Linked DNA regions of Sus scrofa: all the other regions are linked to region 2. Evidence: chromatin contacts called from public Hi-C data. All regions are on one chromosome and are shown on one strand. The core of a region is the stretch at or near the end of the contact, and the rest is flanking DNA. Distances in the headings are between cores, read along the strand shown.

The links. A called contact is a pair of places that touch in the nucleus more often than the background predicts.
Region 1: a contact with region 2 is called in a Hi-C map of blood, with 2.9 times the contacts expected there. The contact joins the enhancer-like site here to the promoter of RHOH in region 2. A contact is called at or near these places in 2 of 5 promoter capture datasets (fetal liver and liver), 11 of 47 Hi-C or Micro-C datasets (alveolar macrophages, blood, embryonic fibroblasts and 4 more) and 1 of 2 datasets of contacts at active chromatin or transcription factors (alveolar macrophages).
Region 3: a Hi-C map of mesenteric adipose tissue shows a contact between it and region 2, with 1.6 times the contacts expected there. The contact joins the enhancer-like site here to the promoter of RHOH in region 2. A contact is called at or near these places in 2 of 5 promoter capture datasets (fetal liver and liver), 9 of 47 Hi-C or Micro-C datasets (alveolar macrophages, blood, liver and 4 more) and 1 of 2 datasets of contacts at active chromatin or transcription factors (alveolar macrophages).

What each region holds. Positions count from the first base shown.
Region 1 is chr8:31,395,087-31,399,587 of Sscrofa11.1, forward strand. No RefSeq gene overlaps it. Among named protein-coding and RNA genes, the nearest start is that of CHRNA9, 46 kb to the right of the region's middle. Within about 2 kb of position 2,770, at least 15 of the 83 cell types and tissues checked have an H3K27ac peak or open chromatin away from gene starts, as enhancers often do. A contact at or near this core is called in alveolar macrophages and retroperitoneal adipose tissue, where this site is marked.
Region 2 is chr8:31,319,798-31,323,998 of Sscrofa11.1, forward strand. RHOH (ras homolog family member H) reads left to right here and starts at 1,257. Exons shown (of 5, transcript NM_001244789.1): 1 at 1,257-1,572.
Region 3 is chr8:31,415,239-31,419,784 of Sscrofa11.1, forward strand. LOC106504627 (a long non-coding RNA gene) reads left to right here. Exons shown (of 2, transcript XR_001298257.2): 2 at 1,216-1,674. Among named protein-coding and RNA genes, the nearest start is that of CHRNA9, 26 kb to the right of the region's middle. Within about 2 kb of position 1,378, at least 18 of the 83 cell types and tissues checked have an H3K27ac peak or open chromatin away from gene starts, as enhancers often do. A contact at or near this core is called in alveolar macrophages, fetal liver, liver and 4 more, where this site is marked.

The DNA of each region.
Region 1 (4,501 bases), core at 1,520-4,019, 77 kb after region 2:
CACGTGCAGGCTTAAACGTGCTGATAGGCGAGCCCTGAGCTGCTCTCAGGGAATGTTGTTCATGAGGTCCTTTCATTCGTTGCCTCGGGTACCCTAGAATAACCCCAGATGCTGGAGTCCGTGGCATCTTCATTGCAGGAGGGGGAACAGAGCAGTTGCTCCAGGACCTCCTCTGCTGGCCTTTGAGACTGGCGTGTGTCTTCTCTGATATCATCTCCCTCCAGTGCCAAGCCAGGGCCATCTCTTACCCACCCCTCTCTCTGACATCCTCTCCCCTGCTTCTCACGAGACCAGCTCCTTCTCCTCCTTTGGGTTTCAGCTGAAGTCACCTCCTCCGCGGGCCATTTCCTTTTTTTTTTTTTTTAGGGCCGCACCTGCGGCATATGGAGGTTCCCAGGCTAGAGATCAAATCAGAGCTACAGCTGCTGGCCCACACCACAGCTCACAGCAACTCAGGATCCTTAACCCACTGAGCAGGGCCATGGATCGAACCCACATCCTCATGGATACTGGTCTGGTTCGTTAACCACTGAGCCACGATGGAACTCCCTGGGGGCCATTTCTAATCACCCTAATCAAGCACCCTAGTTACTCGTCAGTCTCTATCACTTTATTCATTTTCTTTAAACAATTTATTATCGTCTGAAATGATTTTGTTTATTGTCTCCAAACAACTCATCACAACCTGAAGCTATTGTGTTTATGATCAGTCTTCCCGACTAGAACATCAGCTCCTACTTTTCTTACTACGTTCCTTGGATTGAACCTAATCTTGGGGACCCTCTGGAAGCTGTGGCCAGCACTTGGGCCCTATGAATTTAGACCAAAAAAAAAAAAAATACGTTTTTATTTTCACTAACCCCTAACTGAAATTTAGCATTTTCTTCCATTGTGTGCAACAAACCACAGTCATATGAACTGTGCTTGAGATCTTGTCACCCGCCACCGTTTTACAGATATCTTGAAATGTCACTTGTGTTGACCACTAATAAGAAGTTAAAATGTTTTCTAGACCCATTGGTAGATCTCGTTTGAGGCAATAATAAGGAAACATATATGCTACTGTATCACAGTTTTAAAATATTTTGGTAACTATTTTGATACACAATTTCTTTTATAATCCTCTGTGTTTGTTTTATGAATTTAAAAATCATTAGCCTGGGACATATTTTAACCTAACACCCCTCTTCCTCCATTTTTTTTTTTTTAAAGGCCACCCCTAAGGCATATGGAGGTTCCTGGGCCAGGGACTGAATCCAAGCCACAGCTGTAACCTCTGCTGCAACTGCAGCAATGTCAGATCCTTTAACCCACTGTGCTGGGCTAGTGATTGAACCCGCGCCTCTGCAGTGACCCAAGACGCTGTAGTCAGATTCTTAACCCACTGTGCCATAGCCGAAACTCCTCTTCCTCCATTTCCAAAGCCAGCAGTGGCAGGTCAAGTCCCTCTCAAGTGTCGAATCTCTCCTACCTCTCCTTCCATCTGATAAACTCCTCTGCCTTGCTTCGTCTTCCACTCTTGAGTCCATTTGATTACATTAGACTCATCTGGATAATCCAGGCTAATCTCTCTCTCTCTCTTTTTAATCTTTTGTCTTTTTAGGGCCACACCTGCAGCATATGGAAGTTCCCAGGCTGAGGGTCGAGTCGGAGCTACAACTGCTGGCCTACACCACAGCCACAGCAATGCCAGATCTGAGCTGCGTCTGCGACTCCCCCACAGCTCATGACAATGCTGGATCCTTAACCCACTGAACGAGGCCAGGGACCAAACCTGCGTCCTCATGGATACTGGTCAGGTTCATTAACTAACCACTGAGCCATGACAGGAACTCCCAGGCTAATCTCCCTTTAGGCATAACTGCCCTGTATTAAAGTCCTTAATTCCATTCAGAAAGTCTTTTTTTTTTTTTTTTTTTTTTTAATAATATAGCATAGTCATAGGTTCTAGGGGTTAGAGCATGAATATCTTTGGGGGGCCATTACTCTACCTACCATATCAGGGTTCACTGTAATCTTTTCAACCCCAATGGTAATATGTTGGGTGAAAAGTAGGAGGTGCAATAGCTACCTTATGTAACCATAGTGGTGAGATTCAAGTGAGATAAGTAAATAATAAAGTGAGGTTTATATAAAATTCATCATCATCATCAAAAAAAAAAAAAAGGGGCATTAGTCTGAGAAAGTGGTCCATAGGTTTTACCAGATTTCTAACAAAGGTTATGGCACAGAAAAGTTATGTGTTTTTCTGTGGTCTAAAACAATGTTTGCCAATATAGTGAGAGTTTGATACAAAATATTTTTGAGTGAATGAGTCAGATAAAGGGAGGCAGAGGAGGAAACAGTGTCCTAAGCAGAGGAAATAGCATTCAAAGGCTGGGGGCTCTGTCCTCTGTTCTAGAAACAGAAAAACTGTCTGGTGTGGTTTGAGCTTCGAGAGCCGGGGGGAGGGGGGTGGTTTAGGCTGGCACTAACAAGGGAGGCTGGTTGAACTTCCTCTTGGGGCAGTGGGAAGCTGATAGGAGGTCCTAGGCAGATCAGGAAATCATGATATTTGGGTTTTGAAAACTCCCTATGGCTGCCAAGAGGAAAGGAAAGGAAAGCAAGAGTAGATGCCCATGAAGAGGTGGTTTGAAATAGGCTGGGGGTGGAGGTCGAGGCAAGTGGATGGACGTGAGAGCAGTTTCAGAGATGACACAGACACCCCTTGAGCGCTGATTAGAAGCAGGGGGTGAAGGAAAACAGGAAGTACAGAGTGACTGTGGCTTTCCTGCCTGAGTGCCTGAGTGACAGCGGGTGGCTTTCTGAGAGGGCAACGCGGTGGGAAGGAGGAGCCAGGTGGGGGCAGGTCCCAGGCACCTGAAACTGCAGGTAAGAGTGTTCTTAGTTCAGCCTGGCTTTGCTAAAAGTGCCTTGGGACCCGAATGATGATTTGAGATCCCAGCTTTCATCTCAGTTCTGTCACTTACTTGTTACCTCAGGCGCATTTCTCAACCTCTTTGTTTTCCCAGCCGAGCAATGGAGCTGCTGGTACTCGGGACACCTCACATGCGGGAGTGATGCTCCTGCCACTGAACTCAGGTCGTTGTGGAAACAACTGAGCCTGCAACTTTCCACGTTACTGATTTTTCTCTAAGCCCTGAATAAAAGCTAGGGTGTCATATTACCATCACAAAGAAATAATATTATTATCAATAAAAGCTAATCCTTATTGATCACTCATCATATCTCATGTGCCCTGCTGACTATTTTATGTACATTATTCCTTTCAATTCTCCATGATAACACTTGGAGGTGGATATTATTGCTATGTCCAATTTACAAAGACGGAAACTGAGGCTAAGGTTTTAAGTTACTTCCCTGAAGTCACATGGTTATAGGTGGTAGAGCAGAAAGTAGAACTCATCCACTCTGACTCTAGAATCTTTACTCCTTCTTTTTAGGGCCACACCCATGGCATATGGAAGCTCCCAGGCTAGGAGTTGAACTGGAGTCGCAGCTGCCTGCTTATGCCACAGCCATAGCAATGCTGGATCCAAGCTGAGTCTGCAACCTATACCTCATGGCAATGTTGGATCCTTAACCCACTCATTGATGCCAGGGATTGAACTCACATCTTCATGGATACTAGTGGGGTTCATCACTGCTGAGTCACAATGGGAACTCCCAAGAATCTGTATTCTTAATCCTTGCATATTCCTGCCCTCTTGGATTAATCACTGTTTTGGTCCAGGTGTTGGTAGGAGTTACCCTGACCCCTAGAGTCTAGATGGAACTGGATCATCTCTCTACTCCATATCCTGTCTTGGGACCCTCCCTGAGATGTCATGAGTCCAGCCGAGCATGCATTGTCATGGCAGTATGGCTCAGAGCTCCTGTCCTGCGGAATTCTTTGCATCTCTGGACCTTCCCGCATGTGTGCTCTTCCAAGTCTTGCTCTCTCAGCCCAGCTGTGGGAGCCGGACACACTCCTTGATTTCTACCAAGCCCCTTCCTCCCACAGGCCATTATGTTTGTAGCACATTTTGCAAAGGTCAAAAGATGGAGAGTGCCAATGGTCCCTTGTGGTGCAGCAGGTTAAGGATCTGGTGGTGTCACTGCAGTGGCTCGGGTTGTTGCTGTGGTGCTGATTTGATCCCTGGCCCAGGAATTTCCACATGCCACTGATGTGGCCAAAAACACACACACAAAAAAATGGAGGATATGTAGCACAGAAAATGGCAAATTAAAAAATGGAATAATAAGTTATCTCAATTTTTGAGTAATTTTTGAGTAATTTTGCCATAGTGTTAGCTAAGATTTACGCTAAATGCTGACACAGTGAGATCCTCTTCCTGCCACATCCCCCCTCTCCTGACTCCCCACCACAAAAATGATTTGGTTTTATCTCTCTCTTCCAGTCCAGGCTAAGTGGTTGCTCTGCTTCCTACTGTGGTTGCAAGTTCTTCCAATCACCGTTACTTCTGTCTTGTTGCTTTGCCATCTCCTGGGAGTGACTGTG
Region 2 (4,201 bases), core at 7-2,506:
GGGAAGTGAGCCATTCACCTGGAGGCCTGAGGCTGACAGATGAGCCCGCAGGAGCTCCTCGTCCAGTGCGGGAGGGCAGCCCCGTTGAACTGGGTGGTCCCCACATTTCTCCCAAGTCTGAGAAAAAGAGGAAGCACGCCTTCCATCAGTGAGAAGGCAAATGATCATCCAATCTAGGGATGATGCTGATGGTAGGCACCATTAAACATTGAAGTGGCTACTGGATTTTTTTTTTTTTTCAAAAAGGACTTCCTTCCCTCATCTTCTCACCCAGGATTTTCCTGACCACCCTATTTACATATGCGCCCCACCCAAACTTTCCATCTCTCATTCCTACTTTATTTTCTTTTTTAATAATTAGCACTCCATAACATAACATATTACTAAAATCTCATGTCCATTGCTTTTCTTTCCAGTAGATGTAAATAATGTGATTTTTTGGAGGTGGTTATTATTCACTGCTGTCTCTCCAGCACCTAGCATGGAGCTCAATAAATATTATAGCCAGTGTTCAACGAATATTTGTTGAATGAGGAAGAAAAGGATCAATTCTCATCCATCTTATGATGTTTGTAGTGTGGCAAGCAGATGACTTCAGAAGGCATTTCTGGAGTCTGTGATCATGCATAAGGAATACATTACCATTCACAATCCAATTTAAAATTTTCCAGACCCTTTAAAACTGTTGAGGCAATAAAAACATGACATTAGAATCCTACACATGATGTGTAAGCTTGAATGATTTTATTTCAGCTAGAATTTGGCACTGGCAAAGCTTCTCAAATTCTGAAGTTCAGAAGTTGTTATTTAAAGAGGGGGGTGGAAGTAGAGGGAAAAAACCTCCAGAGGGAAAAAGTTCAAAACAGGAGTGGTAATTAATAGACATCCTGTATTGAGTGGCTACTATATTGCAAGGACCATGCAGCTGTTTTACAAAAGCCTTCCCAGATAGATACAATGATACCTCTTCCCCAGATGGGAAGATCAGAGCCTCATCCTTGCTAATAAGTGGACCTGGGATTCGAAGCTTGCTTTGTCTGAATCCAAATTCATAATTCTCCAAAATTTCCGACTGCGCTTGGGTACAGGCTTTAAACTGTTCCTTCCAGAACCGTGCAGGAGATCCGTTACTTTGAAACGATGGCAAGTCAGTACTCACTGGGCCCTGCCTTTTAACCGAAACGTCTGCAACCCCCGCTCTGAGGCTCTGAGCAGGTGCGCTGAGTTGCAGTTACCCTGCAATGTTTGTGCCCAAACCAGAGATCCCTATCAAGGCAACGAGTAAAATATGAGTGCCAGAAGAGGCAGCGATGGCCTTCTTCTTCTTTTTTAAACAAATCAGAATTTCTACATCAGAGAGGATCTTGTGCGCTGTGCAGAAGTCCTCTGGGAGTTGCTGCTGCTTGACCCAAGCACACTACTCTCCTATCGTGTCAAACTCCTCCTTGGGTTTGCTCTCAGAGCCTGAGGCACATTCTTTCACATTTTCTTCAATGATAGCCCATCTTTGTCCTTTCCCAGTGGATGTGATTTTTGGAGACAGCCTTTTGGAGCTAACATCTCGGGAATAAGGTGGGTGACAAAGCCAGATTATATTTTGAGTCAAAAACAAGTTGTGAACAGAATGCAGTGATGCTGGTGTGCTTTTGTAGTTTATTAACCTATCGTGGAAGGATAGTGTAAAAAGGTTCTAAATGTCTTTGCCTTATGTCTGCAGTGTTGGAAAAGCGCATCAACTAAGCAAGGACTGCTTTGAAGGTCATTTGACAACATTATTTCTGCTTTGACACTTAAAATAAAAGGTTTCACCCTCAATTTAGAGCCACAGCTTGAGTGATTAGCTGGGTGCCATTGTTTTCTGCAACAAGGCCCTGCATTGTTATAAATTATGGCTCCGCAGCAAAAAGGGCCAGTATGTAAATGTTTGCTGGATACACAGTTTATCATGGCAAACAAACCAGGATAAAAATGGCAGTTGAGACTCCTGAGAACCTGACATTCGCTGAAACAAAAAGCAATATATTATGTGACATTAAAACAGGTTGAAAATAGATGATGAGGATAACAGAGGGGGAAATGATGTTTTTATGGCTTTGGCTACAAGAGGGAAGCTAAAAGATGTTTGAAATGATATTCTCATCCGGTTAGGGAGGCTGTTGTTGATAATGAATTAAAATGCATAAGGAGGAAATCATTCACGCGTTTTCTAGCCTGTGGCATTGCAGGGATATTTTAATATTTAGACTTTTAAAGGGTATTTTGTGTGAATGTATTTTTACATGGAAAGTGATACATCAGAGTTAAGCTCTTTCTCTCATGAAGAGCTAACATTTTATAATCCCCGTCATAAAAATCTCTCAATCAGAAGGAATGCGTGTTTTGGTTTAACGAAGCTGTTTATCACTTGGTGGGGAGCTGGGTAAAAATAATTACAGTCTGACCAATGCCCTGGGTTTGAAACTCACAGCATTCAGACAAGGTTTTAGAACCCCTTTCCCATCTTCAGAACCCACCGAAATGTTTTATTAGGTGGCATATCGTGAAGGAGAATCTGTTTAAACGTTACCCACTAAATCTAAATCATTTCACTTAAAACCCTCACCATAAGAAGAAGGGGGAAGCATCTTATTAACCCCAAGTAAAAATAATTTAGTAAATGAGAGAGATCACAGGTCTCTAAGGTTTATTATTTATTACAATTGCCATTGTCATCAAGAGTTCTCTCTGGTATAACTGGCAGAGACCTTTGCAAAGGGCAAGGATACTACTTGTGAATGAGTTCAGCTGATGCAGCCTGGTAGATTATTTTAAAACCGTCCATAAGGTGTTCCTGTCGTGGCTCAGCGGTTAATGAATCTGACTAGCATCCATGAGGACGCAGGTTCAATCCCTAGCCTCGCTCAGTGGGCTAAGGATCTGGCGTTGCCATGAGCTCTGGTGTAGGTCGCAGACACGGCTTGGATCCTGCATTGCTGTGGCTGTGGTGTAGGCCGGCGGCTACAGATCCGATTTAACCCCTAGCCTAGGAACCTCGATATGCCATGAGTGTGGCCCTAAAAAGCAAAACAGCAACAATGACAAAAAACCCTCAATAAAAGACGTCTTCATTCTTATGAGACAGTTAAAGAGACAATGAACTCATCTGCCATATCAGGGGACATTTCAGATGAAGGTGTTTTTGAGAAACCAAGTCTTAACATTTGGGGGATTGTGTTTGCCCGGCCATCTCAGAGGAGGGGTGCTCAGGAGAGAAAACGGACCTGTGGTGGGGGCCCAGGCTGCCTTCCCTCCCCACAGCAGCCCAGCTCTCGCTTTGGGAGACAGCAGAGTGAAGAGCCAGGACCAATGGACCGGGGTGCATCCTTTTTCTGTTTTCATGACCCTTTAGATTCATGCAAATTGTTTAGTCAGCTGAGGGCTCCTTGGCTGAAATATGTATTTAAAGCAAAGCCAAGCCCTGCGCCTCAAGGACCTCTGAGCTGGCACGACAGGGCTGTTTGGTGAGTCCCTGGCAGTGTTACGGAAGGTGCCGTGGGGGTTGGTGGGAGGGCACTCGCCCAGCTCACATCGGGCATGGGTGGGCCACATGGAAAGCTTCCAGAACATGGCTTATAACAAGGAGCCAGATCTTACAGGGAACTCCATACCCATAGCTTCCTTCCTCCCATCACTCTGAATTCCCCAGGATTTCCCCCTTCTTCTGTCCCAAGGCTTGGCTGTATAGCATCAGACAGACACACCCAGCAGTTCTGCTCTGTGTGTGTGTGTGTGTGTGTGTGTGTGTGTGTGTGTGTAAGCATGTAGTATGTACATGTATTTTAGGTTATTTGTCTTCCTCTTCTCACCACCACCCCTGTCTGTGAAAAAAATGAGAGAAAAAGAGCCAAAAAGAGATTTCCGGGGAAGGAAGTTTAGATAGCTGTTCCCCAACCTCACCCCCCCACCTCCCCTGAAAATCCCCTCTTCGATTAAACTATGTGTGGAGATCAGAGGTACGTAAGAGATAATAGGAAAAACCATCACCATCAGAAGCAGGAGGAGGGCTCTGACTCTGCGAGAGCATCTAAAACTACAATGACACACACGGAGAGGGCAAGTCCATCAGAAGAGGCAGGGCGTCAGCGGGGAGCCAGGAGGGAAAGGGGTGTCTTGCAGCCAGAGAGCAATACCCCGTCCCAGCAGCATCCAGGGTAGGGTGGGA
Region 3 (4,546 bases), core at 128-2,627, 96 kb after region 2:
AGCTTTCCCAGGGGACCCTTGTTTTAAAAGAGGAACTGGTTCAATCAAAATGAAGTCAAATGAGCAGGAAGGGCAGCGGCTAGATTTGTTTGTGATGGGGATCTTTGGCTCCTGCCTTCTTTGTAAAACAGACCCTTCTCTTTAAGTGGGCATCTAGATCCAAGAAATGAAATCCCTTTTTTTTTTTTTCTAGGAAATTCTACAACAAACTCTCATTTTAATGTGTTAGAGTTGCATTATTTTGCTGGAGACTAAAAACCCAAAACGGCAGTGGTTTAAAATACGTATTTAAAAATATCTCTGGAGTTCCCATCGTGGTGCAGTGGTTAATGAATCTGACTAGGAACCATGAGGTTGCGGGTTCGATCCTGTCCTTGCTCAGTGGGTCGAAGATCCGGCGTTGCCATGGGCTGTGGTATAGGTCGAAGACGTGGCTCAGATCCTGCGTTGCTGTGACTGTGGCAGAGGCCGGTGGCTACAGCTCCGATTCAACCCCTAGCCTGGGAACCTCCATATGGTCAGCGTTTCAGTCACTGGTCAGGAAGTAAGGGCCAGAGAAGGCTATGGTCTAGTCCTTTAAAGCACTCACCACCTTCCTTTACCTCTTGCTGGGCAGATCTTGGCCATGAGTGCATTGTAAGGGGTAGTGGGAAATGTGACATTGTTTTTCTGAGCAGCCTGTGCCCTGCTAACATTTGGTGTTTTATTCCTGAAGAGTGGGAGAATGGGCTTTAGAGACCAGTAGCATCTCTCCCGTAAGCCTATTGCTGGGGTTGTGAGAAACGGTCAGGCCCAAGTAGGACTGGATCCCAGGACTAAAATCAGGTGCTCGCATTTCTCTTCTGCCATCGGGAAAATGCCCTGGTGCCTCGGATGGTGAGTTAGACCACAGCCAAGACGCCGAAGTCCTAGTTCTGGTTCTGCTGCTAGCCAATGTCACGGCCTTCACAGAGATATCGAATATTCCAGGGCCTTAGTTCCTCTAAAATAAGGCTACTGCATTGGAACTCTAGAATCCCTTCCTGCGCTAACACTATGACTTCATAGAACCCTGTCTTGGCATCTATAATCAAGCAGTTAAATAGAAAATGAACATGCTTTTCCCTTTTCTCTGTGACCATCAAATGCCGTGGGTCATTAAGGGTAGATAACCAATCGATGGCATCCAGGTATCCTTTTAATCTTGTCATCCTCCCTCGGGACTCCTTCCTGCAGGAACTGGTTCGAGATGGCGTTGCTGGCTAGGAGATCCACTTTATTTTCAGTCGAGCTTTGGAAGCAGAAGGGCTAAAGCAACCAACAAGGAACCTCATGGCTGTAAAGTCTGTTTATATCCGGTAGTAGCTGCTGCTATCGCCCATGTCAAACCGCTGGGACAGGAAACATATGCAGCCAATTGATAAAGAGGGCATCTGCTGTGAGCACGCTAATCTCGAGGAGATGGGGATCCCAAGCCACCCGAATTAGCCGCAGACCAGAAAGGGGCCCTTTCAGGGTTCCTCTCAGTTGCTAAGACACGCTGCTTGAAAAAAAAAAAAACACCTCCTCCCTCACCCAGAGTGGGGAAAACAGAAGCTGCCATTGCTTAACTTCCTTATAAATAACCAAGCAACACCAGCATCCGCACCTTAGTAAAGGCTGATCTGCCAAAAAAAAAAAAAAAAAAAAAAAAAATGCTGCCTTGTCTCCTTCTTGGGGCCATAGAGTGGTGGACCAGTTCACTGATCCATCACCTTGGCCAAGAGACCTTCCTTTTCTAGCTGTGTGACATAGTGGATGAGTTCTATGGTGGCAGGAAGAGGACAAAAGAGGAGATCCAGCCAGGAAATGAGGCACCTGTCGACACGCCAGTCAAGTCAGCCTTAGAAAGCCTTGGTCCTGACTTGAGAGAGCGACTCTGCGGAGACTGGCCTGTCCCCTGAGGAAGACAGGCACTCCCAGGCGTAGCAACTGGAACAACAACTTCCTTTTGACTAGGATGACTCCTCACGGTCAGGAAGACAACTTTGCATTTGCGGTGGTCAGGTCTCTAAGGGGGGCTGGAACACACTTCTTCCATTTGGATCTTTGGTTTTTGTTTTGTTTTTTTTTTATTTATTTTTCTGGTCTTTTGTCTTTTTAGGGCTGCACCTGCAGCATATAGAAGCTTCCCAGGCTAGGGGTCTAATCGGAGCTGTTGTGGCTGGCCTACACCACAGCCACAGCAACACCAGATCCGAGCCGTCTGTGACCTACACCACAGCTCATGGCAACATGGGATCCTTAACCCACTGAGTGAAGCCAGGGATTGAACCCGCAACCTCATGTTTCCTAGTCGGATTCGTTTCCACTGAGCCTTGATGGGAACTCCTGTTTTATAATTTTTTAAAGTTTTATTGACATATAGTTGATTTAAAATGTGATAATTTCTGCTGTACAACAAACCAATTCAGTTATACATGTACACATATCCATTTTTCTTTCAGATTATTTTCCCATATAGATTATCACAGAATATTGGGTAGAGTTCCCTGTGCTTTACAGCAGGTCCCCATTGGCCAATCATTCCACATACCTCAGTGTGCGCATGCCAGCCCCAAACCCCCAGCCCATCCCTCCCCCTCATCCCTGTCTCCTTAGGTAACCATAAGTTTTTCAGTCTGCGAGTCCATTTGGATCTTTCTCTGTGGTCTCTTCCTGCAATGGTAACCTTTAGAATCAATCATCGATACAAACTGAATCCCAGCATCACTGTAATAGAAGATGTTAAACTAATATTTTTAAATATAGCGAAGCTTATTGTCACATTGTTCTTATCCAAAGAGTAAAATGCTTTTGTTATTATTTGTTATATATCATTTTATTATTACAGAAATAAATTAACTTAATCCATTAAAATGCCCATTTTAGTGTATGTTCTATCATGTAAATAATATATTAATAAAGTATACATGCATAGAACTAAATAAACAAATATACATAAATGGCAGGGGGGGTATTTGCTCAAAATTTCTTTTTTTTTTTTTTTTTTCATCTTTTCAGGGCCGCACCTGTGACATATGGAGGTTCCCAAGCTAGGGGTTGAATTGGTGCTATAGCAACTGCGGCTTACACCACAGCTCACAGCAATGCTGGATCCTTAACCCACTGAGCGAGTCCAGGGATCAAACCCACGTCCTCAAGGATACTAGTCAGATTCATTAACCACTGAGCCACGACAGGTACTCCAATGCTCAATCAACAAAATTTCAATCAACAAATGTGGAGTTCAGAAAAGTTTGGAGATACAAAGCAAAAATAAACAAGTGGGACTACATCAAACTAAGAAGCTTCTGCACAGCAAAGGAAACCATGAACAAAATTAAAAGCCAACTTGGAGTTCCCTGTCATAGTGCGGTGGAAATGAATCTGACTAGATACATAAGTTTGCGGGTTTGATCCTGGCCTTGCTCAGTGGGTTAAGGATCCGGCGTTGCCGTGAGCTGCAGTGCAGGTCACAGATGCAGCTCAGATCTGGTGTTGCTGCGGCTGTGGTGTAGGCTGGCAGCTGTAGCTCCGATTCGACTCCCAGCCTGGGAACCTCCATATGCCACAAGCTCAGCCCTAAAAAGCAAAAAAAAAAAAAAAAAAATTAAAGGTAACTTATGGAATGGGAAAAAATATTTGCAAACCACATACCTAAGGGGTTGATATCCAAAATATACCAAAACCTCATACAACACAGCAGCAGAAAAACAAATAGTCCAATTTCAAAATGGACAAAGGACCTGAATAGACATTTTTCCGAAGAAGACATACAAATGGCCAACAGCTACCCGAAAAATTGCTCAGCATCACAAATCATCAGAGAAATGCAAATCAAAACCACAAGGAGATACCACCTCACACCTGTTAGGATGTTACTATCAAAAAGACAATAGATAACAAATGAATGTGGAGAAAAGGGAACCCTCATACACTGTTGGTAGGAATATAAAACAGTACAGCCATTGCGGAAAACAGCATGGAGATTCCTCAAGAAATTAAAAATAGGATCACTCTATGATTCAGCAATCCCACTCCTGGGTATATATCCAAAGGAAATGCAATCACTATCTTGAAGAGATATCTTTACCTCCATGTTTGCTGCAGTATTTTTCACAATAGCCAAGATATGGAAACAACCTAAGTGTCTGCTGATGGATGAATGCATAAAGAAAATATGATACATACATATATACATATAAATGGATTGTTACTATATAATGGAATATTATTCAACCTCTAAAAACAAGGCAATCACAGAGTTCCCCTTGTGGTGCAGTGGGAACAAATCCGATTAGTATCATGAGGATGCGAGTTCCATACCTGGCCTTGCTCAGCGGGTCAGGGACCAGGCGTTGCTGTGAGCTGTGGTGTGGTTCAAAGATGCTGCTCAGATCCCACATTTCTGTAGCTGTGTGTAGGCCAGCAGCTGTAGCTCTGATTCGACTCCTGGCCTGGGAACCTCCACATACCACGAGTGAGACCCTAAGAAGCCTAAAAAAAAAAGGAAATCCTGTTATTTCCAGATTCATACGGATGAATC